Linked DNA regions of Mus musculus: all the other regions are linked to region 1. The links are chromatin contacts, called in public Hi-C and HiChIP or PLAC-seq maps. All regions are on one chromosome and are shown on one strand. The core of a region is the stretch at or near the end of the contact, and the rest is flanking DNA. Distances in the headings are between cores, read along the strand shown.

The links. Hi-C and Micro-C count contacts between places; a contact is called where the count stands out from the background. HiChIP or PLAC-seq counts read pairs in DNA pulled down with a chosen protein or histone mark.
Region 2: a FOXA1 HiChIP or PLAC-seq map of pancreatic cancer cells shows a contact between it and region 1. The contact joins the enhancer-like site here to the promoter of A230028O05Rik in region 1. A contact is called at or near these places in 2 of 39 promoter capture datasets (the C10 cell line and embryonic stem cells), 1 of 15 datasets of contacts at CTCF or cohesin (large pre-B cells), 13 of 484 Hi-C or Micro-C datasets (B cells, bone marrow-derived macrophages, cardiomyocytes and 7 more), 11 of 115 datasets of contacts at active chromatin or transcription factors (acute myeloid leukemia, astrocytes, craniofacial prominence and 6 more) and 1 of 9 other capture datasets (embryonic stem cells).
Region 3: a contact with region 1 is called in a Hi-C map of cerebellum, with 4 times the contacts expected there. The contact joins the enhancer-like site here to the promoter of A230028O05Rik in region 1. A contact is called at or near these places in 4 of 39 promoter capture datasets (the 3T3-L1 cell line, 3T3-L1-derived adipocytes and pre-B cells), 4 of 484 Hi-C or Micro-C datasets (the C2C12 cell line, cerebellum, embryonic fibroblasts and 1 more) and 1 of 115 datasets of contacts at active chromatin or transcription factors (large pre-B cells).
Region 4: a FOXA1 HiChIP or PLAC-seq map of pancreatic cancer cells shows a contact between it and region 1. The contact joins the enhancer-like site here to the promoter of A230028O05Rik in region 1. A contact is called at or near these places in 2 of 39 promoter capture datasets (the SN4741 cell line and embryonic stem cells), 2 of 15 datasets of contacts at CTCF or cohesin (large pre-B cells and pro-B cells), 18 of 484 Hi-C or Micro-C datasets (the C10 cell line, the MNK3 cell line, adipose-derived mesenchymal stem cells and 13 more) and 13 of 115 datasets of contacts at active chromatin or transcription factors (the HPC-7 cell line, astrocytes, bone marrow-derived dendritic cells and 7 more).
Region 5: an H3K27ac HiChIP or PLAC-seq map of cardiomyocytes shows a contact between it and region 1, with 12 times the contacts expected there. The contact joins the enhancer-like site here to the promoter of A230028O05Rik in region 1. A contact is called at or near these places in 1 of 39 promoter capture datasets (the C10 cell line), 1 of 15 datasets of contacts at CTCF or cohesin (pro-B cells), 9 of 484 Hi-C or Micro-C datasets (the C10 cell line, double positive thymocytes, large pre-B cells and 5 more), 11 of 115 datasets of contacts at active chromatin or transcription factors (DN3 thymocytes, bone marrow-derived macrophages, cardiomyocytes and 7 more) and 1 of 9 other capture datasets (embryonic stem cells).
Region 6: a Hi-C map of bone marrow-derived macrophages shows a contact between it and region 1, with 11 read pairs. The contact joins the enhancer-like site here to the promoter of A230028O05Rik in region 1. A contact is called at or near these places in 2 of 39 promoter capture datasets (the C10 cell line and the SN4741 cell line), 1 of 15 datasets of contacts at CTCF or cohesin (large pre-B cells), 4 of 484 Hi-C or Micro-C datasets (CD4 T cells, the HPC-7 cell line, bone marrow-derived macrophages and 1 more), 12 of 115 datasets of contacts at active chromatin or transcription factors (acute myeloid leukemia, bone marrow-derived macrophages, cardiomyocytes and 7 more) and 1 of 9 other capture datasets (embryonic stem cells).
Region 7: a contact with region 1 is called in a FOXA1 HiChIP or PLAC-seq map of pancreatic cancer cells. The contact joins the enhancer-like site here to the promoter of A230028O05Rik in region 1. A contact is called at or near these places in 2 of 39 promoter capture datasets (the C10 cell line and liver), 3 of 484 Hi-C or Micro-C datasets (all in liver) and 11 of 115 datasets of contacts at active chromatin or transcription factors (Th17 cells, astrocytes, bone marrow-derived macrophages and 8 more).

What each region holds. Positions count from the first base shown.
Region 1 is chr16:25,057,487-25,060,985 of GRCm38.p6, forward strand. It overlaps A230028O05Rik (RIKEN cDNA A230028O05 gene), which reads left to right and starts at 2,153. Exons shown (of 3, transcript NR_040374.1): 1 at 2,153-2,317.
Region 2 is chr16:24,173,457-24,176,754 of GRCm38.p6, forward strand. No RefSeq gene overlaps it. Among named protein-coding and RNA genes, the nearest start is that of Gm32126, 16 kb to the left of the region's middle. Within about 2 kb of position 1,330, at least 32 of the 459 cell types and tissues checked have an H3K27ac peak or open chromatin away from gene starts, as enhancers often do. A contact at or near this core is called in muscle stem cells, myocytes, pancreatic cancer cells and 1 more, where this site is marked.
Region 3 is chr16:25,959,143-25,962,427 of GRCm38.p6, forward strand. It overlaps P3h2 (prolyl 3-hydroxylase 2), which reads right to left. Exons shown (of 15, transcript NM_173379.3): 15 at 142-1,308. The coding sequence ends at 1,216. Among named protein-coding and RNA genes, the nearest start is that of P3h2, 150 kb to the right of the region's middle. Within about 2 kb of position 1,414, at least 29 of the 459 cell types and tissues checked have an H3K27ac peak or open chromatin away from gene starts, as enhancers often do. A contact at or near this core is called in cerebellum and pro-B cells, where this site is marked.
Region 4 is chr16:24,197,787-24,201,298 of GRCm38.p6, forward strand. All of the region lies in intron 1 of Gm31814 (a long non-coding RNA gene), which reads right to left. Among named protein-coding and RNA genes, the nearest start is that of Gm32126, 40 kb to the left of the region's middle. Within about 2 kb of position 2,160, at least 76 of the 459 cell types and tissues checked have an H3K27ac peak or open chromatin away from gene starts, as enhancers often do. A contact at or near this core is called in bone marrow-derived macrophages, fibro-adipogenic progenitors, granulosa cells and 3 more, where this site is marked.
Region 5 is chr16:24,258,043-24,261,229 of GRCm38.p6, forward strand. The region is part of intron 1 of Gm31814 (a long non-coding RNA gene); the gene reads right to left. Among named protein-coding and RNA genes, the nearest start is that of Gm31814, 3.6 kb to the right of the region's middle. Within about 2 kb of position 1,734, at least 9 of the 459 cell types and tissues checked have an H3K27ac peak or open chromatin away from gene starts, as enhancers often do.
Region 6 is chr16:24,133,910-24,137,437 of GRCm38.p6, forward strand. No RefSeq gene overlaps it. Among named protein-coding and RNA genes, the nearest start is that of Gm32126, 24 kb to the right of the region's middle. Within about 2 kb of position 2,197, at least 77 of the 459 cell types and tissues checked have an H3K27ac peak or open chromatin away from gene starts, as enhancers often do. A contact at or near this core is called in the HPC-7 cell line, acute myeloid leukemia and bone marrow-derived macrophages, where this site is marked.
Region 7 is chr16:24,093,347-24,096,748 of GRCm38.p6, forward strand. No RefSeq gene overlaps it. Among named protein-coding and RNA genes, the nearest start is that of Gm31583, 5.0 kb to the left of the region's middle. Within about 2 kb of position 1,590, at least 33 of the 459 cell types and tissues checked have an H3K27ac peak or open chromatin away from gene starts, as enhancers often do. A contact at or near this core is called in Th17 cells and pancreatic cancer cells, where this site is marked.

The sequences.
Region 1 (3,499 bases), core at 903-3,402:
ATTCATCTGTTTTCAGAGACACGTGACAATTTTCAGCTTAGGTACATATGATATTGTCCAGCCATATGAGAGTTTTACTGTGCTCGGAGGGTTGGCCTGAACACAATGTATGTTGGGGAGGGTGGATACTTATAAATCCTAAGATGCAGAACTTCCTTTCAAGAGGCAAGTAAAAAGCTATTAAAATAATCTCTACCCCCCAATTTCTGTTTCTTTCAGCACGGTATTTCGACGGTGGTTCTTTAACCATTCACACTGAACGAGGAAAATGTTAAGTTTAAAATGGTCAGCAAAGGTGAGGTGGAACTTGTGGGCCTAGGTGGTGAGACGGACAGCCTTTCTATTTAAGGCCAGATGCACTGGCTGGGTTTAGAGATGTTTAGAGAAAAATAACAGTTCTCTACACCCAGATTCATAAGTGTGGACAAAACTGGTATGGTGATGTGGGGACCAGAGAGCAAATAATCAGATTGCTCACAGCAATATTTCTCTGTGACTGAGTGGGCTTGTGGTCGGATCTAAGAAAGAAGTAAGTGTGTTGACCTCAACTCAGGATGCAGACAGGCCCACTTTGGGCTCTCTCCATACAGACTCACCATCAGATGACCATGAGCCAGTCATTTCCTCCCTCCAAGACTCTTCAAGGACTCCATCAAATGGGCATGAGGCTCCATTGTGCTTATGCAGACTGCAGTTGGTCATCAAGGTCATGGAAAGTCTTGGCTAGCTGTGAGTGTGAACCCGAGGTGGGTGTAAGACGCTGACAGGGAAGGAAGTTTTGCCCCCTCTGTAGTTCCTCACAGGGCATTGTGCTGACAGAGCCGTAACAGATTGACTCATACAGAACACTAGGGAAAATGGGCATGATTGCCAGTTCCTAGGCCTGGAACTGGCTTCAGCTGGTTTACTGGTGGGATTCAGGGATGGGAGGTGCAACGGGTAGGTGCCACACTCAGGAAAGAGGGGTATTCTAGAAGGAGGGGTGTTCTTCCGTGCCAGAGGTTCAGGATGGGAGACGTTAAGCTCCAGTCTGGGCAGGCAGAGGAAGGGGCTGGCAGGACCCCATGCTTCTCTTTAGCTTCACACTGACTTCCCGCTCTCACAGACACGTCTCAAAACTCTGTCTCAGCCTCCGTTTCTCCAGCTGTAAATTGCAAAGACCCTACTTTTCAACATTTTGAGAAAGGCCTAGTACCCTCTCTCATCTACTCTGCGAGACTACTAAGGAGTGGTGAAGTTGTTCCAATAGTCGCTTGGTTTCTGCCCTGAGCTCAAGTTCTTTTAAGCCAGTTCTGGAATCCTTTGGGTGGTGGAGCGCACAAGGATTCCTGTGTGTCAGTAAGTGAGCGTACGTGACAGAGGGCTTTTAAATGAATCACTTTGTATATAGCAGGGCCGCACCTGCTCCTCAGACTCTGAAGGCAGTGCGAGCAACAAGATCATTCAAAAGCGCCGCTTTCCATTCAGGTCTATAATTAGCCAGCAGGCTGTTCACCCCTGGAGCTGCTGGGACGGGCCTGGGGCAGCCTGGAGGGGCGGAGCCGAGCCCCTAGGCCCGCCCCTTGGATTCCTCCTCCCGCTGTCCTGTCGGGTCTCCGGTTGTTCTCCCCACCCCCATCTGCGTTCTGGACCGTGCCGGGCTCTACGGGGCAGGATTCCTGGAGGACAGGGCCTGTCCACCCTCCTTTCGGGCTCCCTCTCCAGCTAAGAAGCCCCTCGAGGGATGCGACTCCCCTGGAGCAGCTGTATTTAGAGTGGCATCCTCTTCCCCGCCAGCCGGCTTCTGCGTCCCGCTCTCGGGGCTACCGCCCGCTCACCCCGCCCAGCTCTCCGGGCCCCTCCCAGCCGCCTCTCCCTCTTTGTCGCATTACATAGTAATCTGAGATGCATTGGATGGGCTCCAGGGAACAGAATGTACTTGGCAGAGGCGCGGGGCTTGATGTCTGCAAAATGTCGGAAACTCAGCCAAGAGCTGCTAACTGGGTCATTAACCTCCAAAAGCGAAGCGAGGGCTGTAGGCCCTCTCTGCCTCCCTTCATCTCGCCAATAAAAGTGCCTCAGTGTGAAGGAAAGAAAAAGCCCAAGGTTGGCTGCTTTGATTTCTAGGCACTGAAGGCAGACCGGTCTCCTCCCCCTGCCCGCGCCCCAGCTCCTCCCGGCTGCCTTTCTGTTCGGAACCAAGAGTTTACAAGTGGCCTTTCAAAGGCCCAGCAGCCCTGCAGGGCCAAGCTGCAGCATCTGTGAAGATGTTACCCTCCGCCCTTCCCAACCGCACAGCCTCAGACCCATTTTCTCCCCCCTGGGTTGCGAGGGAGGGGTAAGTTTGGAGGTGGGGCGAAGAAGAAAGTTCTAGTTTAGTCCTTCGGCACTATTCTGCTCCTCCCCCTTTCTGCTTGCTACTCCTCTTCCTTCTACCCTTCCCCTCCTTCCTGCTGGAAAGCTTACGGTGCTCCATATACAAAGCCTGGCTGATGAGCTCCTGGCAGCAGCTGTCAATCCTTTCTCTGCCTGTTAACTGTTACCTGTTCTCAACCTACCTCACCAGTTGGTCTTAAGGACCAAAGGAGAAAGTCCCTCTTTGATCCTGTGACCTTCAGGTCTCTAAAAGCCTAAGGTCTCTAAAGTCCAAAGGAACTCCGGACTTGTAAGTCCTGGAAAGTAAGCAGAGAAAGAGTCTCCCAAAGGCGAAATATCAAAAAGGGAGAGCCACTAAAATCCACCCCCTTCAGATTTCTGGCCATGTTGGACTGCCAAAAAGGTACTTCCTGTGATCATCCAAACCCATTTCTCCGTGGCTAGAGACTCAGGGAGAATTTGGTAGTGAAACCCGGAAGTGGTGTCTTCCTCAGATGAGAGTCCTTGATGGAGAGAGAAGACCACTTGCCCAGCAGAGACAAAGCAAACCCGGGGAGGGGAGAATTGACTTGGCGAATCATACTTAGAAACAGATGTCAGCTTGTCTACACAGTAGGCCAAACCCAGCCCGGGGTGCCCATGTCATTCTTGCCGCGGTCTATGGCAGGCATATCCGATTGACCCTGCCTTTCCCTGAGCATCCCACAGAGGCTAGTTTCTGGGCTTGATGACCTCTGCCTGACTTCCTACTGCCATGCCTCAGTTCCTCTGTAGCCATCAAATCTCAACTTGGGTGCCCCCACCTCTCTTGCTGCCTTCTTTCAGTTTTTCTGAGAGATTTACTAATGTCCTCCAGATAACCAGTCCCTTTGTGCCTGTGTTAAGTCTCTTGTATGGGATATAAGTTATTATATAGTTATTGCTCCATGGGTAGAACTCATTCCTTGTCAATATCAACACCGATGGCAAAGGCCACCCAGCACCCACCCTTCTTGATTTGCCTTCTCTTTGTTTAGGTAGGCCTTCTATCTATCTATCTATCTATCTATCTATCTATCTATCTATCTATCTATCTATCTATCTAATATTACATATATTTTATAATAATTACATATAATTTATAGACAGGGATTATCTGTGTAGC
Region 2 (3,298 bases), core at 80-2,579, 880 kb before region 1:
TACCGAGGTAGGATTAAGGGAGGTCCATTTGGAGTAGACTGAAAGTCTGAAGCTGGGCTTGCACTTGCAGAACTAGGAATGGTGCACAGGCACAGAACACAAGAGAAAGTGAACAGTGGAAAAGTACAGGAGCAGGAAGACTGAGTAGCTTCACCTGGCTGGCGTGCAGCACTGCGTGCTCAAACCGGAGCAAGAGGGAGAGGACTGAACAGGAAGGTGGAGATCCAGGTAGGGGTGTATGGAGCCGAGTGGGGAGACCAGTTGGGAGCCTTTGGAGACTTGAGAGGGCGGGGGCAGCGAACACTATAGGCAGAGACAGAAGAAACGAGAAAGGTTTCAACAGAGTTGCCTGGATTCTTCCAACTTCTTGACTCACACTGTTCCCTGCCCACCTGCCCGCCTCTTAGAAAGCTTATCTTTTGATCTTCCAGGTGCATGACTTTCTGCCCAATTACTTGTCTTCAACCCCTCCAAGCAGGTCAACCATGCAGCTCAGGAGTCTCATTGTCACACTTGGCCTCAGTTGCTCCTGCCACTGTCTACCTTGCCAGTACTCTGCATTAGAGTCCCAGGAGAACAGTAGCTTGAAGTCCCCCAGGTTCTTACATGAAGGCTTGCTCATAAGATGCTACATGAGGACCTGAAGACAGTTTGAGCACAGGATGGCAATGGGGAAATCACCCTCTTTCCAGGTCTGTTCAGTGGACTAGTCCCAGTTGTAGCCCATCACATCTACTCTTAGAGGATTCGAATGGGGACAAGAGGGACAAGGGAACCAGATCAGGAGGAGTAAAGGACCTCGTTTTGGTGAAGGAACCCACTCAGCCACAGCCACCACTAGTCCTAAGAATCACTGGCTAAGAAATTCAGAATAGAGAAAGTAAAAGTGCGGTCTTCACTGAGCAAGGGGACCTTGGGCCTCTCGGTCTCTCTGAGCATCAGTTTTTACCTTTGTAAGATGACAATTATGACATATGCCTTATGTATTTTCCTGGGCTGTTTTCAAGCTAGGAAAGACAGAAATTACCATGTTCTGTCTCAGCTGCTTCCTCCTACCCCTCTCTCCAGAACAGGCAGGTATGGAGATGAGAGAGATGGAGAGGGAGAGGGAGAGGCAGAGGGAGAGAGGCAGAGGGAGGGAAGAGGGGGAGGGAGGAGAGGAAAGAGGGAAGAAGGGAGGGACGGAGAGGGGAAAAGAGAAAGAGAGAGAACCTACTATCTGGAGAGTGCAGACTGTGGTGCACCCTTGGTTCCACAACAGCCTGAGCACTAGCCTGTTCTGCTCATGTGACTGGTTCCCACAGGGAGCAAATGGCCCATGATCACAGAGTGAGTCAGAGGATAAATCCAAGTTGGGAGGATCCCAGCCTCCCAGCCTCTGTTTTTCACCACCCCTACACCTGTGGCTTTCTAAAAGGAAGGTCACAAGAACAGAGTCTGTGGCCCAAGGACTAGACTCACTTGACTCCTGAATTGCTGCTGAATACTTACATAATTGGAAGGGACGAATGACTTAGCCTCGGGCTAGATCAGACACCATTTTTAAAAACCATCATTTGGAATCCTGGATAACCCTCCCTAAAATGTACAGCACTCATGCACTGAGAAGACAGTTCAGGGTCCAAATCGGGGGCTTCCTACCATACTCCTTTTTTTTTTTTTTTTTTTTTTTTTGTCCTTAGGTGCTAGTTGGCTCCAAGGAGAAGAAATGGTCCTGTGTACTAGCTAGTGACTATCCTTTATCAAAGGCTTTGTAGGTGTCAATCCTCCTAGACACACCTTACAGAAACCTACTTATGTCGTCCTCTTCACAACTAAATGATAAGTTAGGATACTTCTATTCACAGGAAAAGGGAGGAGGGGAGAGGAAAACCTAAAGTGTTAACCTGGACAACACAGGTGTCTTGAACTCTTGCCTCCTCAGACTGCTCTAATCACAGAAGTTCCCATAAACAGCTGGTGCTGTTCCCGTTCCTCCTCAAGACCACGACTGTTGAACAACAGATGCCTTTCTCCCTCCCAGGAGTCTAGGAGCAAACTCTGCCTCAGCCACGAGCTTGAATGTTTTAGTCTGCTGGTTAACTCACCATTCCACAAGCATTTCTCAAGGACAACACTCTGTGGGGTTCCAAGAGGCTGGGCCACTCCCTTGCCTTCAAAGCTTTGAAGGTAAGCAAGTAGCAATGGAGCATATTATCAACTCCAATCGAGGGAGGGCAACTTGGGTCGCAAGACGGAATTAAAGGCTCCTGTCTAGAGTTTAGAACTTAGCGAAGAGAAAAAGAGATTATGTGCACGCAGCAAGAGCATCTAGAACAGTAAGCCAGGCCAATGATATGGGCAGAGGGCAAGACACAAGGGAAACGAGACTGGAGCTCAAGCCAGGGCCAGACCAGCTTTAGTGGGCCTCTCAATACTTCCACAGCCCTCTGGTCCTACTCCATCCCAGACTTAAGTGCCGTAGCTTCCCAAAACCTCAGTTTCCCCCTCTGTACAACAGAAGCCAAGAATGCTCCCTATAAGGTGACTACTGGAAGGCTGGGCCAGGAGCATCCCCTAGGCTAGGGATGCTTAGTCTCCCCAGGCTAGCAAGGCAATGTAAATCATAGCTATTTATAATGGAGCAAACTGAGGCTCTGAAAAGGCATTGCCTCAGCAGCCAAGCACTCCCTCTGGAATCCTGAAAACCTGCTGCCTGCTGCAGGGCTGTGCCCAGATCCCAGCTGGAAGCAGGCTTATCTCTTCTCAGCTCCTGGCACTTCTTCTCATCCTGCCAGGATGTGCTTCATACAACAAACACTAAGCTGCCTGCATAATTCCACCTACAGAAGAGAACTCGCTGAGCCCTCCCTTCTGCCCTCCCCTCTCAGAGAATAGAGCTAGATCCTGCACACCCAGGTCATGACAGGTTCCTTTCCTGCACCATCAGCATCTCACCAGGAAGTCCTGCTCAGGCTAGACCTTAGGGCTGAAAATGCCTTGGCTTGGGAAAACACCCGGTACTCACCTCATCTCCTAACATGGACCTTCTTTAATGGAATTGCCCCTTCCCAACCAGGCTTGCCCTAGGCGTGTGGGACTCTGACAGCCAAGAGCTAATGAGCAAGGCAGAGCTGAGTGGCAGGGCCCCCCCCCCCCCGAAGGAAAAGTAAACTGTTCTAATGTAAACAGAGAAAGGCCACATTGATTTTAACTTTTATATCTTCTTCTAAATGCAAATGAAGACATTTTTAAATATCATATATATGTTCATATATATACATATATATGAAAATATATATGTGTATATACACATATA
Region 3 (3,285 bases), core at 164-2,663, 900 kb after region 1:
TTCCCTCCAAAGCAAGTTACCCACTTTCTTGCAGACCACTGTCTGCTGGCAGAGTTGTCATGGTCCATGTGTTCCTGGGTTGTCCCAGATAGTTACAAAAACATCATTGGAAGATAAAATAGGTGTGCATCGGAAGACAAGTTCTGTAACAAGGATCCCTTTATTAAACACTTCAGACACAGCATGCCTGTGTGAGCTGACAGCAGCAGGAAGAGGAGGCTGCCCAACAGAAGCCATTGAGGTGCAGCCTGTGAGAAACAGCTCTGAATTTATACCAGCAGGAGCCCCTCTCCAGCAGCAATAGTGCCTAGGGCAGGGCAATTTAAGGTATTCATTCTTCCATCACCACTGGGGGTGAACCTACACTGCTGGAACCCCTGTTTAGGTGTCCCCTCTTACAGAGCACTGTGGAGGGGAATCAGAACTTCATTTGAAAACACCAGTCCTAACATTCTACCCAAGGGGACCCCGTGCCATAGTCCTTAATCCAGTGGTGGCTTCCTCAAGCCTGAAAGATGCTGTTCTCTGTGATTCTTGGGACTTGGCAGACTGTGTCCTGGGAGCTCCTGTAGACACAAGGCAAACTTGCTGTGAAGAGTCTGAACTCTCAGCCAATGGAACCATGAAAGGTGATGGGGGAAAGGCAGCAAACCATAGAAGCCTGAGACCAATTCACATCCTATCTTTAGACCTCGGGGCACACTCTAGCTGTGGGGTGCTGAGTGCAGGCTGATCATGTTGATATTCTGAATATGCTGCAAAGTAACTGTGTGTGTGTGTGTGTGTGTGTGTGTGTGTGTGTGTGTGTGTGTGTGTGTGCCATGTAGTGTTTGTGTATCTGGGTGGTATGTGTTTCTGTATGTTTATGTTTGTCTTATGTATGTGTGGCGTATTTGGGAGTTTGTGCCATGTGTACATGGCCTGTGTGCACTTCTGTAGTGTAAATTCTGTTGCATGTTTACTGGTGTGACATGAAGAGTGTGGGTGTTGTGACTCAGTGCGGTGTGTGCTTGAGGGTGTGAATGGGCTCTGAATGATGAACTGAAGCAAAACAATGAAGACCAGAAGAAAGCAAATGAAGCGAAGTTGGGAACAGGGGGAGAAATCTAACGACTCTTAGTATCCTGTTAATTTATACTACGGCTCTGTACAAAAATAAAAAGGTTCTCATAAGATCATCTATTTAAATAAATATTCAATAGAGCACTCTCTTTTCTATAGCTCATCTTTGGGGTTAATATTCAGTCCATGCTTCCCGCGCTGTTCTTGATCCAAGATGGCAATCACTTCATCTGCCTGTATCCGCTCCTGCAAAAAGACAATTGACACATTTCTGGTACAAGTGTAATAACCAGCCCGGGCAGCAGATGCTTCCCCAACATTTCCAGCCAGCCATCTGTGCACAGATTGGTGCAACACCCAGACAGGGATAAGCCTACTTCAGCCAAACCGGTACGCTCTTCACACATCCCCACATTCTATGCAATTACTTTCCGAGATGGCTCTTACAGAAGATGTTTCATCTATTCATTGGCTTCCTACCCTTTCTGTCTCCCAGGCATCATCATCTCTTACTTAGCTCAGTGTCTCTCAGAAAAGAATACTCACCTTTTGCCAGAAAAGCCTGGTCCTGATCTCCCACACTTGATAAGGTTTTTGGCCCTGTCTTTCTGTGTCCTGTGTCTGTCCCTGTCTTTTTAATGGAGAATGAAGGACAGAGTTTCTCAGACATGGTACTACTGACATTTGAGGGAACAAAGACAGAGACAGAGAGAGAGAGAAAGAGAGAGACAGAGACAGAGACAGAGAAACTTTCCTGTATACTGCTAATGTTAACATCCCTGGTCTAGAAGATGTCTCCACATTGTGGGAACTAAAACTGTGTCTGGACATTGTGAAAGGTCCTCTAAATAGCTAAGCGCTACATCTTAAGAGTAACTCATTCAGATTCTTCTCACTGGGTATTCTAGAAGGTTCCAAACAAATTTCCCTCCTTGTTCAGGCTCCTGGTAGACAATCTCCCTTAAGTCTAACTGCAACACTGTTCCACATGGCACTCACCATTCTTCTGTTGGTTCCTGGTTCTGTTTACTTGGTGAGCTTTCAGATTTTTAATATTGTTTTTTCTTCCTCAGTTATATTGTGTGCTGCCCCTCTGTTGCCCACCTTATACTAAAACTTTTGGTTACCTCAAAGTCTCTGAGTATTCATTCTCAAAATAGCTTCCCAGCCCTGGTTTGAAATACACCCCTTCCCCCCGAAGACTCCCAGTATAGTCTGTGTTTTCTTTTACCCCTGTACCAGTGCAGCATAGAGACAGCAGGTCTTCTTAAACTTCCAAGGCAACCTCCCCTTGAAGTTAAACCCTTGTGACCTGTGGTACTCCTCTAATCTAAGTCGACATGTTGGCTAATGTCATCTTTTCCGTGTAGTCATCCCCTACGACTAGGGGAGCTTACAAGGGTGTGAGGAGCGAAGGATGGCCACAATGGCTTCTTAGCAGCTAGAAAAAAGTCCACCAGCCTAATATGAAGTGTGAAACACTGCCCCTGGCTCCTTCTCACCCTTACATTCAACGCTCCTTTTAGAAAACACGCCGTTCTGGCTACTTTGGCCTTCATTCTGTGGGCTGTGTTTTCAGTTTTTTGTTTGTTTGTTTGTTTGTTTGTTTGTTTTCTTGGTGCTAGGGATAGGGTCCAGAAGCTAAGCACATGCAAGGCGTGTGCTGCAACCCTGAGCTGCCTCCCCATCCAGTTTTGTTTCTCAAGTACACTACCCCAAACCTCCGGTCTTCTGCAAGCCATCCTCCCTCTCTTCCAGTGTTCCTTGTAGTTGGCTCACATATCCTGCATTTGTAAATAGTTCGTCTAATATCTACTGTTAAGTCAGTTATGTTATTCTATTTTTATATAGACTATATATAAAATATAGCAATAGGTGTATTGCTGTTGTAATAAATCTGATTATTTACACACCTTTGCTTATTTGCAGTCCTTTATTCTTCTTTTAGGTTGTAAAAAGGAGAGAGAAGGATCTCATTGTCGTGGTCACTGAAATATTTCCAGTGCCCAGAAAACCTACTACCTCTTGTCAAGGGCTCTATTATATGAAAAGAGAAGTATTTATGGGAATGAAGGCCTAGAGTGCATCTCCCCAGGGATGCTCAGCTTATAAATCTTATTGCCTACATTTAATTCCCAAATTAAACCTTCCCTAACTGATTCTTTATGTCCCTAAGTGATCATTTACTGCAGACAATTCTTAAAAAACTTGCCCAGTTGTTTA
Region 4 (3,512 bases), core at 910-3,409, 860 kb before region 1:
CTCAGATCTGGCAGATGTTTGATGACACATGTTCCTGATAAATGTTGATTACATAAGTTCATTCACGCTAGCTACCATAGCTTTTGAGGCCTCGCTGCTACTTAATATAAACTCTCCTTGGAAACCAGATGTCCGACACACGCCACAACAATCTATTTTATTCATCATTCCTCTGAGTCCTCTGAGTCCTCTGGGTCCCCTGGGTTCTCTGGGTTCTCTGGGTCCTCTGGGTGTCTGGTTCATTGAAGCAGGAAAAGATCCTGGTACCCAGATCCTGATTCTGCCATAAGTGAGCTGCGTGGACCTGGGAAGGCCACTTTATTACTCAGAACTTTAGGTTGTTCATTTCTAAAATCAAGGGGTGGGAGCTGTAATTGACAAGGTCTCAGATGAAGAGACAGACTGGGGGTGGCATGGGGAACAGTCACAGTGAGGCAGGAAGACTTTATGGCCATTCCTCACTGGGGATGTACTTGAACATGATGGCATTCACTGTTTTTATATTGGTTGTTCTCCAGTCCAGAAGGAGGGGGTTAGCAGCTTGGGGCTGGAAGGGATGCAGAGAGGAGTGACTGAGGAGAGCTAGGCTGGTGAGATAGACCTGCAGACAGCATTATTACTGCCCTAGCTTTGGGATACTATTTCTGTGACTGCTAAAGGGAAAGGGCCTTCACAATACTGAAAGAGTAAAATCCTGGAGTGTGGGGGAGGGTCACTAAGCACATTTTCAACCTCAAGGCTATTCTAGATGACTCACTTGGAAGCTTTAATTTTTATGACAGATTATTTTTTTAGAACAGTATTTTTTAGGGGTTCAAAAAGCTTGCATGTAAAGAATTCCAAAGCTGAATGACCATCCAGAGACTACCCCACCTGGGGTTCTATCCCATATACAATAACCAAACACAGAAACTATTGTGGATGCCAATAAGTACTTGCTGACACTCTGCCAATGCCTAACAAATACAGAAGTGGATGCTTATAACCATCCATTGGACTGAGCACAGGGTCCCCAATGAAGGAGCTAGAGAAAGGACCCAAGGAGCTGAAGGGGTTTGTAGCCCCATAGGAGGAACAACAATAGGAACCAACCAGTACTGCCATAGCTCCCAAGGACAAAACCAAAGAAAACACATGGTGGAACTCATAGCTCCAACTGCATATGTAGCAGAGAATGGCCTAGTCGGTCATCAAGGGGAGAAGAGGCCCTTGGTTCTGTGAAGGCTCTAAGTCCCTGTGTAGGGGAATGCTAGGGCCAGGAAGAGTGAGTGGGTAGGTTCATGAGCAGGGGAGGAGGGAAGGGGTAGTGGGTTTTCAGAGGGGAAACCAGGAAAGGGGATAACATTTGAAATGTAAATAAAGAAGATATCTAATTTAAAAAGTTAGGAAACTATGAAAAATAAAAATTAATTAATTAATTAATAATTCAAAGCCAAGTGTTCTAGTAGTCCATAAGGAGTCATGCTGCAGGCTCTTCCTGATGATACTCTGCATACATTCTATCATTTGCTCTTCAAAGCCAGCCTGGGAAATAAAGTGTCAGGAAGACCTTCCTTTACCAGGTGGTAGAAAATCAAGATGCTAACTGGCCGAGCCACTGGTCAAAAACCTCAGGTAGTGGAGATAAGGCTGTGTGTTAGCCCAGAACCCTCACTGCTACCCGGAACTATCCGTTACTACTATGCTCCCAGGCATTCTTCACTGCCCAGGACAACATCCTTTAGCCTCTGGCAGCCAGCTCTGAAGGCCTGGATCAGGGTCATGGCCCCAAGTTCCCCAGACGAATGGAGTGGCATAGATCACCCAGAGCAGCAGGAGAGCCTCGGGTATCAGCTGACTCGCTCACCTGACGTTGTCGGCTCTCTGATGCTCTGGGAGCCAGAGCTGGCAAAATGAGCTCGGGAACCCTCTCCTGACTTCTTATTCTTCTAGAGACTTGGCATTCAAAAACCAAAGAGATTTCCACAGGTCCATCGCCACAGACGTGATTAGGAATTATTTTGTGAAGCCACCTACTAATCCTGCATCCTACTGGCCAAGGTTGGGCAGTTAACAGTTTCTTTAGGGACTTCCATTAGCCAACCTAACCGATAAAGTCCAGAGGGACTAAAGCAGAAAGAAATGTGACGGCCTATGAGTCACTCAGTCTCGACCTTCAGCATGTTTTGAAAACGCATTGTGAAATGCTTTCCAATCAATACAGCGCTGGGCAGTAACAAGGCTGGGTGGGGGTTGTGCAAGAAGGGAAGCGGACCATTTATGCTGGGTCATTTGAGAGGCTCCAAGTTCTTACTGAGAGAAGGACCTAAAAACACAAGGTCCCCATAACAGCGTTTAAACGGAATCACAGAAAACCAAGCACCAACAGGGAACAAAAGTGGACACCTTTCTTCTCGGCAGAATAGCGAAATGGGTGGCTTATATTTACACCCCCAAGCTAGAGAGTCTATTCCTTCCTGTCAAAGTCCAAGACTGGTGTTAACCCCAAATGGCTGCTAGACGCTTCCATGCTGCCGACAGCAGCCTAACCTTCAGGCATTGCGAGCAAGTGAGTGATCTAGCAAGTGTCTGAGGTGAAGGAAGCAGCTGGTGAGAGGCAGGTGCACAGAACGCGGAAGCTGAAGATGGCTCAAGGTCCACCTGCCACTTGCAAGGCCTCTGACTGTGGGAGCAGTCACATTCCCTGTCAGACCCTTTTCTTTCTACCAAGGAGAGAAGGCATCTGCCCCATGGATCACATGAAACTTGAAAGTGATGAGGGCCATGCAGACTCTTTGCAAGCTCCACATGCACACAGAGGACTATTATTAGTGGAAACCCATCAGCATGATTTTGCAAAGGCAGATGGAAAGAATTTCCCACTTAAAGAATGGCACTCAGGTATGACTTTGTGGTTAGAGGCCAAAACCAATCCTGAAGATGAGCCTGTACACATGACAGAGAACATTTGGGTACCAGTTGGTGCCAGGCTCAATTAGTTGCTAGCTTGGGTGCCTGGGAAATGCTTAACAACTGTTTCTACAGTGGTTAAAAATAAATAAATAAATAAAAATATAAGATTGGCTGTAAGTATTTGCACCACAGCGCTATTGAGGCCACAATATCAGTAACACGGGGTAAGGAAAAAAGGCCCACAGCTGGCCCACACGTGTAAGTACAGCCAGATCAGGCTCTGCTCCCCACTAGAAACATCTGAAAGATTAGTTGGTACAAGTACTTTGAAAGCCCATTCGACTCATGCCACCTGAGTTTTAACAAACAAAGCCGCTCCATGTCTTCCTCTAAAGCTTCAAATGAGAATTCGTACTTTTATTTAAACTTGTCCTGGTCATTGTTGCAGAGAATCTTAACTGTGTCTTTGTCAAAATTGTTGGTTCCTAAACCACAAGCCTGACATTGTGCGTATGTGTGTGGAGGAGGGGGGAGGGTCAGGGGAACCCTTGGTTTTCAAATCTAAGGACTGAAGAGTTGATCAAACAGGATAGGATGGAACAGTACAGGGAAGAGGAGAA
Region 5 (3,187 bases), core at 484-2,983, 800 kb before region 1:
ACTGTGGTTGCTGTGTTTCTATTTGAGTCATTAATAGGAAATCATTTGTAAAAGCTAACAATAGCAAATGCTGACAAGAATCCAATATCACTGTCCCTCTCTTGTATATGTTGCCGATGGGAATGTAAAGGTTTGATAGGTTCACCCAACACCAAAAGTCCTCTTAAGCGGCACGTCCTGTTTTCACAGAAAAACCCTTATACAGATATGATAGGAGTTCTGATTGATCATGGTTCCCTTGAGAGAAAACACCTTGAGTTCTTAAAAGAATAAACCAACAGCTGAAGGCCGGGGACAAAACTCAGCAGCATTGCTTGACTACATTGACATAACACTATGGGAAGGGGAAATATGGCAGCAAGAATCTCCTAAACTCAGGTGCAGGCCAGGAACAAGGCCACATGACTCCAACCTGCAGCCCAAGTGGATTTTGAGGTGATGACTACTGGTTCTGACTGTTGTGGTGGTCACACAAATCTACACCTGACCAACCCCCCCCCCCTTCTGGTGTTCCAAGACAGGGTTTCTCGGTGTAGTCCTGACTGTCCCAGAACTCACTCAGTAGGCCAGGCTAGCCTCCAAATCAGAGCTCCACGTGACCAGGCTCCTGAGTGCTGGGATTAAAGTGGACATGTACTTCTACAGCCCCGCCTTCTCTAGGCAGGCTTTTCCTATGTGGCCTCATACTGATAGACTCACTCTGGATGACCCATTCTAATTTTACAGAACTAACTTTCAATGTAATTACATCTGTGTCTGCCTATCAAATTTAATGGTTGGCTCTTGCTACATTGACTTGCTATAAAACATGTATCAAAAGTTAAATATGGTTGGCACTAGGGTTGAATATGACTGTTAGTATTAGATATAATATGATTATCATTCTTCTGGGTAAATAGCTACATAAATCTTTAAACTTCAAAGATGGCCTTGCCGGACCAGAGATTTTCATTCAGGATTTTGTTTGTTTGTTTGTTTGTTTGTTTTTGTTTTATTTTGGGGGGGGGTCTCTCCTTTTTTTTTCTCCTTCCCAATGTCTTTAGGCCCTTCCAGATCTGTCTCAAGTATGTTTTAAAAGTCTTGATAAATTTGTCAAGATATCCTTCAGAAAAAAATGGTGTCAAATTTCATTGCCAGAAGTCAGGGAGTGCCCAGCTCCCCGTAGCCTGTCTCTTTAGTCATATTATACTGTGACCATTAGAATTTCAGCTTCCTCAAAATCCTTCTCCATACATGCATGGGGAATGATCTTTGAAAGCTAAAATAACTCTCAAGATCCTGTATGTAAGCTTTAATATACAAGCTGGCCACAGTATGTATATTTGCTTATTGGTTAAAACAAATATCCCATATTTTTCTTAGGCATTAGGTTTTCCTATTTAAAGTTAAAACTCTTTTGAGTTACTGATTTTTCAAGCAATAATCATTAACTCACCACTGAAGCTGTGATCTCCAAATATTTTTAATCAACACAGAAAAACAAAAACAAATAGTCATAACAAGACTTTTTTCATTTTATATTTTTATATTATAGTTTTATATTTTATATGTATATAACTCTCTAATCTAGGCCTTAAGAGATAATAAATGTTGGCATCGCTTATATTTCTGGCTAAAAGGTAAGCATGAATAGAAATTCTAGAATTTTCTGCCCACTCTCCAAAAGTTAGTGTTTTGTGTCACATCAATGAAGAAATGCTTTGTAGATTTGTCTCAAGGGAGGTTCTGTTTAGTACACGGTACCACAGTTGCTGCCTTCATGAGTTCATAGGCCACCTAGGAAAGTGGCAAGAGGGCATCTACACTGGAGGTGTGATAGCTGACAGGGAGAGATTGCTCCCAAAGAGGGAAGACTTAGTCTGAGGACACAGAGGCCCTGCAAGATTATGATAAATTCTAAAAAATGTTGACTTCTGCTCCCTGAGGAAGCCTTTCTCTCTCCCCTGCTCCTCACAGATGCAGCAACCTCACAGGATGTCGGCACAGAGAGGCCGGCTGGGGGACAATCTGTACACCTGCAGTGTGTGACTGTTGGTGGGTTTTTCTTTTGTCTTTTTTTTTTCCTGTTTGTTTAATGTATATATTTTTGCCTTTGGGACATAGTGACACACATTTCTGCTTCAGCAAATGCAATGCCATAGCAAAGGGAAAGACACTCCTTTAGTACAGAAGGCTGAACCTTAGCAAGTTGCTGTCTAATGATCCTTTATTGATTTCTGCTTTGGTGGTGGTGGTGGTGGTGGTGGTGGTGGTGGTGGTAGTGGTTATGGTAGTCTCACTACCTGGCTTGAAATGCCCTATGTAAACCATGTTGGCCTTGAACTCACAGAGATGGCCCTGCCTTTGTTTACTGATTGCTAAAGGCAGACACTACCACAGCAGACGTTTGTTACCTTTAATTATAAGAATTACCCATTCCAGAGAATGACAAGTAAACTTCCAAGACCTTTGACCTTTCCCTGAGTCTAAGGTACCCAGTAAGATCTGGATTGCCTGCCTGCCTGTTTGTCTGTCTGTCTGTTTGTACCATAGAATTTTCTCTTAGTAAAGAAGGTGGCCATGGCCATGCCCATTGCAGAAGAATTGTTCAGTTCCAGGTCAGTGAGACCCACAGTCTGAGATCTCATCTCACCAGACCGCCAAAGGCAGGTAGGATAAGTTATAGGTGTTTGTGTAAATATTTTGTATAGATAAATGAATATACATTAGAAAACTTTAACACCTTATCTATATAGGTTATCACTATAAAAACATATTGATGCTGTTCATGAATGTGTATTTTTTTTCCTCCTGCCTTTGGGAAATAGGCAGGAGGGAAACTACTTCTCTTTAGACATAGGGTGTTACCCCCCTACTTTAGCCTTTTATTCATTGTGTAAAAGATCAGGCTTGGTTTTCTTGTTCTGTGTTACCTTATTCAAGATAACTTTTTCTAGTTCTATCCATTTACATCTGATAGAAGACTAATATCCAAAATATATAACTAAACAGAAAACAACCTTAGGTATCAAGAAAACAAACCCAATTAAAAACTGGGGTACAGATCTAAACATAATTCTCAAAAGAGAAAACTCAAATGGCTGAGAAATGTTTAAAGAAGTGTTCAGTATCTTCAGTCATCAGGGGAATGAAAATCAAAACTACTTTGCAATTTCATTTACATCCACCAGAATGGCTAAGATCAATA
Region 6 (3,528 bases), core at 947-3,446, 920 kb before region 1:
AACTCAACCAAAGCCATAACATCTCATTTCCTCAGCCTGAATACACTACAAAGAACTCTAGCAACTGGAGGTGCTAAACAAAAGAATCCATTCAGTTAATAATCCCAGCAATGTGGGAGCCCCATAGAGCCAGCAAGATCAGCTCCATACTAGCCTGCCAAAGGACTGAGCAAGTGGAGAGTAGAGTGCCTAGCCCCTTCAGTCTGTTTAGTTGGATGTGGGTCAGGAAGAAGGAAACCAGAGCCAGGGGGTTTGAAACTGAGGGCCGTAAGAAGGGGCTGCTGTGTGAGTTTCTGATTACTGCTACGAGGAAGTACCCAATGTGTGTGGTTTAAAAAGAACACAAATTATGTTCTTAAGGTTCTGGAAGCTGCTGAAGTCTTAGTCATATTGTCTGGGCTTAAGTCAAATCATTACCAGGAAGGACAGGAAGGACTTCTTCCAGAGGCTAGATGTGGGATTCTTTTCCTTGTCTCTTCAGCTTCTCTTTGTTTTGAACCTCTTTCTCAGTCTTTAAAGTCCATCACTCAAAGCTCTCTGCATTGTCATCAACCCCGACTCTTCCTTCGCCCCACCGTATAAACATCCAGGTGCTTATGTGGTCCCTTCAAGATGATCTAGGATGAGTTTCCACCTCTCAACTCTCGATTTAATCTTATCTGAACAGGGAGATAGCAGGCATTCACAGCCCTGGAGGTTAGGTCCTGAGCAACTCCGAGGCCATCATTTAGCCTATCACAGGTGACAAGGTGACAGGTGGATGGTGGCAGTTGTTTTGTACAGGCAAGTGCACTGCTGGTTGTGTGTTGCCTGTTGAAAGTCACTCTCCTCTGCCACCTGACATGCAAGACCAAAATAGAAGCCCTGTGTTCTGATTCAAAATTAAATGCTCTTTCAGGCACAGCACACATTGCCTCTCAGCACTGGCATTCACTCTTGCAGACAGCCCATTCTTGTATAGATAGTAATTAATATTTGCATAATGCTTTAGAGTTTACAGTGTCCCTTTTTATTTACATGAAATCATCAAACCCCTACAATAACCTTCTGAGATGGTTATTATTAACACAGTTTTACATATGAAGACACTAAAGCTCCGAGGAGTGAAATGGTTTGTCCGAGGTCACCCAGCTGGTAAGGGCGAGACCACAATGCAAAACTCGGAACTCACACTATGCTCAGTTCTAACTAATGAATCTGTACTTGGCTCACTTCACTAGATGTGTTAGTTACCTTTTGGCAAATACTCAAATGTTGACTTGGATCTCAGACATGTTTTGGGAGAAAATGAATTTATAAGTTTCTTAGTACTTTGTAGTATACAGAATGACTTGTGACACCTAACCATCATCTCTATGATCATCATCATCTCACCATTATCACTACCACCACCACCACCATCTGTTCTGGAGACCAAGAAAATTCAATAGGTGAAAACTCTACTTCTTTTTATAATATTGTGCCTGCTGTGTTGTAGTTCTTAGGAACAATGATGTTATAACATATCTCGGGGATCTATGGTTTATTGGTCACTGTTGACATAGCCAAACTCCTGTGCCCTCGCAGATAAACAAGGTGGCTCACTGTTTGGTGAAGCAGGAGTCCTTAGTCACATAACTTCATAGTGATGCTTGCTACCATTTTATTCCCTTGTAGAAACCTACCACTTGCTAGGTATATCAAGTCCAACTACTTGGATGAAGAGGGAGGAATTAAGGTGGACAAAATGAAGGACAGTGGGGACAGTAGGCTGGGGTCAAGTCGTGTGTGCCCTTTTTCAGGTGGAACTCCACTTCACCACCCCTCCTCCTCTTCAGCGCACCCCTTCCACCTTTTTTTTTTTTTTTTTTTTTTTTTAGAATAGCCACCAACATCTGTAATTTGCAACCTCAAAACAAAACTAGAGGTTCACTGGGAGGACTAGCCAAGCTGGCCTCCACATGTGGCGGAGCAGTCAGCCGGCCCCCACTTCATTTGAGTGAGACCGCCAAAAGCCTTCACGTGGCGCCTTGGCCACAGAAGTATAATTAGCAAGTGCTCCCTGCCCCTCACAATGGCCACCTTCACTGGGCCAGGCAAAGGTGACAGATGGCAGGCAGGTGCATTCAAATGGCCTTGGTTTGACCAAGGGAAATGAAGTACTAAAACCTAACTCAGTCCCACAATGAGTCAGAATGGGGGTGGGGAAGGCTCTCAAAGTCCTCTGGCCCCTGTTCTTAGGAGAGCCTGTTGCTTCTGGTTGTTGCCTTAGGACTCATGGTTCTAGAGCTCTATTCCTATGAGACAGCCACTAAATTGTTTTTGGCCCTTACTAACAATTCTTCTTGCTTTCAAACTCAGCTGTTTAAGTGTACAGGTTCCGGCCATCTAAAACTGTCCCTAGCCTCGATAACCCTTGCTTCTGCATATTCAGACCCCACCAGTACTTCATGTTCCAATTAAGCTCTTCTTAGAAGCCTTTCCCTAGCCCAGTGAGGTGGCACATGCTGGCAGTTCTTATCTTTGGAAGACCAAGGTGAGAGGATGGCTGTTAGCTAAGGACCAGGCTGGTCTATGGAGTGAGACCTTACCTAAAGCACAGCAACAAAAAGAAGCCCCTAGCTAAACTGAGCAATTCCTAGCTCCCTAGGCACCCTCTTACCCTTTCCCTCTCGGTTCTAATGTATAGCAATTTGAAAATGAAAATAGTTTCTCACCTAAATGTTGAGTGCCCTGCTAAGCACTTTCACACTTGTTGGTTTAATTTGCTGTGTCACTCCCTGACATTAGACCAAAAAAAAAAAAAAAAAAAAAAAAAAAAAAGCCCGGAAGACAGAGACAGTGATTCATTGCTCTGTCCCCTGCCAAAGCAGAAGTGTGTTCTCCATAAATTGTCCCTGGGTTAACAATTTCAGAAAACTATTTGAAAAAAAAAATCTTAGACTGGTAAAGAATTTAAAGTTAGCCAGGACTGGTCGTAGCCAGGAGTGGTCTCCCTTGGCTTCTACTCTGCTTCACTGGGCTCAGGATACCCTGCACATACTCCATACACCAGTGCAGCCCTTTCTGTGACTCCTCTATGGTCTCTGGGGACCTCCTCGTTGCCAAATCAAACTACCTTTTTGCAGTCTTCCTCATTCTCAGATCCGCAGTAGTATTTTCATTTTAAAAGAAAATTAACTGCTTCATCAATTCTTTTCAGTGATCTGGGGACCAAATCCAGGGACTTATTCTTGCTATGCAAGCACCCAACCACCTCAAACTCATAGCACTTTAAAAAAATCTCTCCTGGACCCCCACTGCCCATCTCCTGATGTGAGCACATCCCTATGAGATTCTTCAAAAATCCACTTTGAGTTTCTGTCTGTATCTCCTTCCTAAATACGCTTCGAAGCCTGGTGTGTCCCAAATCTCTGCCTCTGGCTCCTAGTTCCCTCCCATACAGTACCACCGCCTTCCCAAACACCAACTACAGCTCCAGGACAGTGCTTCCTGCTGGCATCTTAAAGCCTGCTCAAAGGGCAGTTCTCTTTTCTATTCCTTCCTCCC
Region 7 (3,402 bases), core at 340-2,839, 960 kb before region 1:
TCAACTCATAGAGATTCATTGAGAGGAGGGACTTGGTTTTCATAGGTTGTCATAGCAACTGGCACACCTCACCATCAGAAGCGGCACACAAAAGGCACTCTGCATAGAGTCCATCAGTTTCTGGGACACCAACTCACATCTGTACTTGCTAGTTTTCAGCTGTAGAACTCAGTGGTTAAATGAGACGCTCTCTGAGTTGCTTTCCATCTCCAACTGGAAACCTTAGATAACCTGAACAAATACCTTAACTTCACAAACAGAAATAGTGGGATCGCTTTAAGGAAGCGAGTGGGAGTCCACAGGACCGAGAGAGATATGGGGATTAAAAACGGGCGACTATGAAAGATGAGTTCAGCCATCCCTCATGGAGCCACAGTTCTGAGCAAAATAGGCCCCTCACCAGCATGGGGAGGGGCAGGCTGGGAAGCCCAGTGAGAAGAACCCCCAAAAGCCTGGGAGCCCGGACATGTGCTTCTGGGCCAAGCCCGCCCTTGTTTGCCCAGCCACCCTGAGCCTCCTGTCACTGTGGTTTGAAATCAAAACATCCATTCTTCCACAAGGTCATGAGCGCTCAAGAGTCTTACTGCCTCTGAAGACAACCATTTCTGTCTGGGTGAGTTCTATTTATCAGAAATGTTTCAAAAGCATGCTAATAGCATCCTTAATTGCACACGCCTCAGTGTTCTTGCTGGCTAGCTGATCAGCTATTTGGGACCTGGTTACTGTGCAGTAGGTAATTCCCTGGAGAATTACTGTCCCCACAAGTCTCTGCTGTCTGTTGTACTGCAAAGAAGGCTGGTCCTCTACCCAGTCCTCAGCCTCTCGGCTCACATACCTAGCTCACATTAATCACTCAGAAAGCACATTGGTAACTTACTGCTTAAAAAAGAATGTGGATTTTGGGGTATTTTTTCCCTCTTCTTTAATCAAGGGAGTGTTGCTCACTATTTACTTTATGAGACAGTTGCACACAAATGATTGGGATTAAGTACTGGCTTGACTGAAGTCTTGGTTTTGGCTCACTCAGAAGTGATGCAACCCAAATCCAGTTATTTGCCCTCTCCAGGTCTGTTTCCTGGTACAAAAAAAATTAATAATATTTACTTTATGGACTATTGAGAGAATTAAATTAGGTGGCTTGTCCCATGGGAAGTACCATTAAGTAATTAAGAAGACATCTTTTCTCCACAGTTCAACCTTATCCACAGTCCGAGTCCTCTTTGGTACCGCTGACCATCTTATTGGTCTCAGTTCTGTCCTCGGAGACCATGCAAAGTAGGCCAAAATCCTCTTTCCACTTGGCCGTCTTTCAAGTATTTCCATTTGACCACAAGCTCCATACATGGCAAAGGACCTCTCCCGAGAAATTGAGGTGGGAAGAAAAAAGTGTATTCAGGACTTCACCACAATCTGGAGAGAGAACCAAGGAATCCCAACTTCTGCCCTGGAGTGACTGACCACTTCACACCTACCTCCAAGAACAGAGGGGCCAGCCAGAGCTCTTAGAAAATGGCACTGTGGTAGCACATGGCACCGAAGTGCTGACACATGGCTCTTTGATGTGGGCCTTAGCTCATGATGTTGCTTTATTTCCTTAAGTTCGAAGATAAGCATGGGCCACTAGAACCACTTCAGTGAGGAGCAGAGCGAGCTGCCCCGAAGGCTTTTAGGAATTTTCCCACAGAAGTATTGCAGCCAATTGTGCAAACTTGAAAATGGTTTCATGCAAATCTATTTTGCAAATACGTACAATCTTTTTCTGAATTGTTTTTATAACCCCACATCTCTGCACTATCGAAACCCTCAGATACCTGGTTTCTTCTCTCAGGTGGAAGCAATTTCTGAAGCAAGAGAGGGCTTGACTCAATAACTGAAGACTTGGACAAACTGCTCTATGTGTTAAACGGGCACTGTAAGAAACCTATTTGCTACCCTTCTGCCTGCTTGGGATGTGAGCACTCTGTGATCCCTGGTTTAGAAGTGTGACTGACGGACAATTGGAAAATCCCTTTAACTATGTGGTCCTGTAACTTGTCCCACAGGGAACCTTCTTAGCTCTAGGTGATCTTGAAGCTTGAGCTCCTACCAGGAGTTAGTAGCTTATAGGGGTCAGGGAGGGGACCTTGGCAAGATTCCTCCACTAGGATACTAAGTAGACTCAAAGTTTTCAAGGTTACTTTGAAACCAAGAAGCACTACTTTCCCATCTATATTTATTCTAATGGTGAGGTAGCTTCTGGTGAGAATTTGATTAAACAGTGCACTGAAGGCTGCCGTTCACTGTTATGTCTTGATCAAAATTTCAGGGATGTATTATGTTATTTCCTGTGTGAGACTGGAGAAACCTCCCCTCCATGACTGACAGCCTGGTAGGACAAGCTAAGACTTTAATTTTGACCTCCTGTCAGTCTCAGGGCAGGGCTCAGTCTATTACCATGATGACTAGATCAGAAAGTTGACCTTATTAGTCATTCTTCTCTGTCTATAGACAGTCCCAGGCAATGTTTACGATATGACTTCTAAGAGACTAGGAGTCTATCCATTCCACTTTCTGTACCTGGAGCAGCTAGAGTTCAGAGCCCTCTGTCTCCAGTGATAAGTAGTCTTCTCTCCATGCCCCAGGATAATAACGCTGTGGCTTGATCTGTGCACTGGAAAGCACCGAGCTTCACGGTGAATCTTAAGTCTTTCAAAATATACAGTGTTATTTTAAAATTATGGGGACAATAAAAACTAGCCAGCCTTTGGTTGTGCCAATTTTGTCCCTAAGGTCACACTTATGTGTGGAACCCCCTCCTTGTGACCTGGTGCCATGACTCTGCCTGTCTCCATTTCTCCGTCTAGAGAAGAGAATCTGTAACTTCAAAGACTTAGGCAAGCCCCAAGTACTCTCCCACAGAAACTGGGTGAAAGGCTTTGACTGCTCTGCCCCAATCCCACAACTGCCCTAAAATAGAGTCTGCCTCAGATCCTGCTCATTCAGCTCAGATATGATTTCTTCCAATAAGCTTTCTCTGACTCTTCACATTCCACCAGCCAAGCTGGAACTGTAATTGCTCTGTTCTCCAAATTGCCTTTTCTTACAACAAAGAGCAGTTTCTGAATCTTGGTAAGTCCTGTGTGAATAGACTTCTAGAGAGTGGCATTAGGGTGGGGGTAGGGGTGGGGGTGGAGTTCTTGATTACGTGTTGTTCTTGATATCCCTTTAAAGCACTTCTGGTAGGATGAGCTGGATGTGAAAATAAACTGGGAGATAAAAGACCAACTAGCTGGATACTTTGCTTTTTTACCACGACACACTTACAATTTCATTACTTTGGAAATTTAAGTTCCTTGGAAGTGGTTTTTTGGAAACACTCTCTTGGGAACTTTCAGAAAATTTGAAAATCCGTAGCAGGTTATT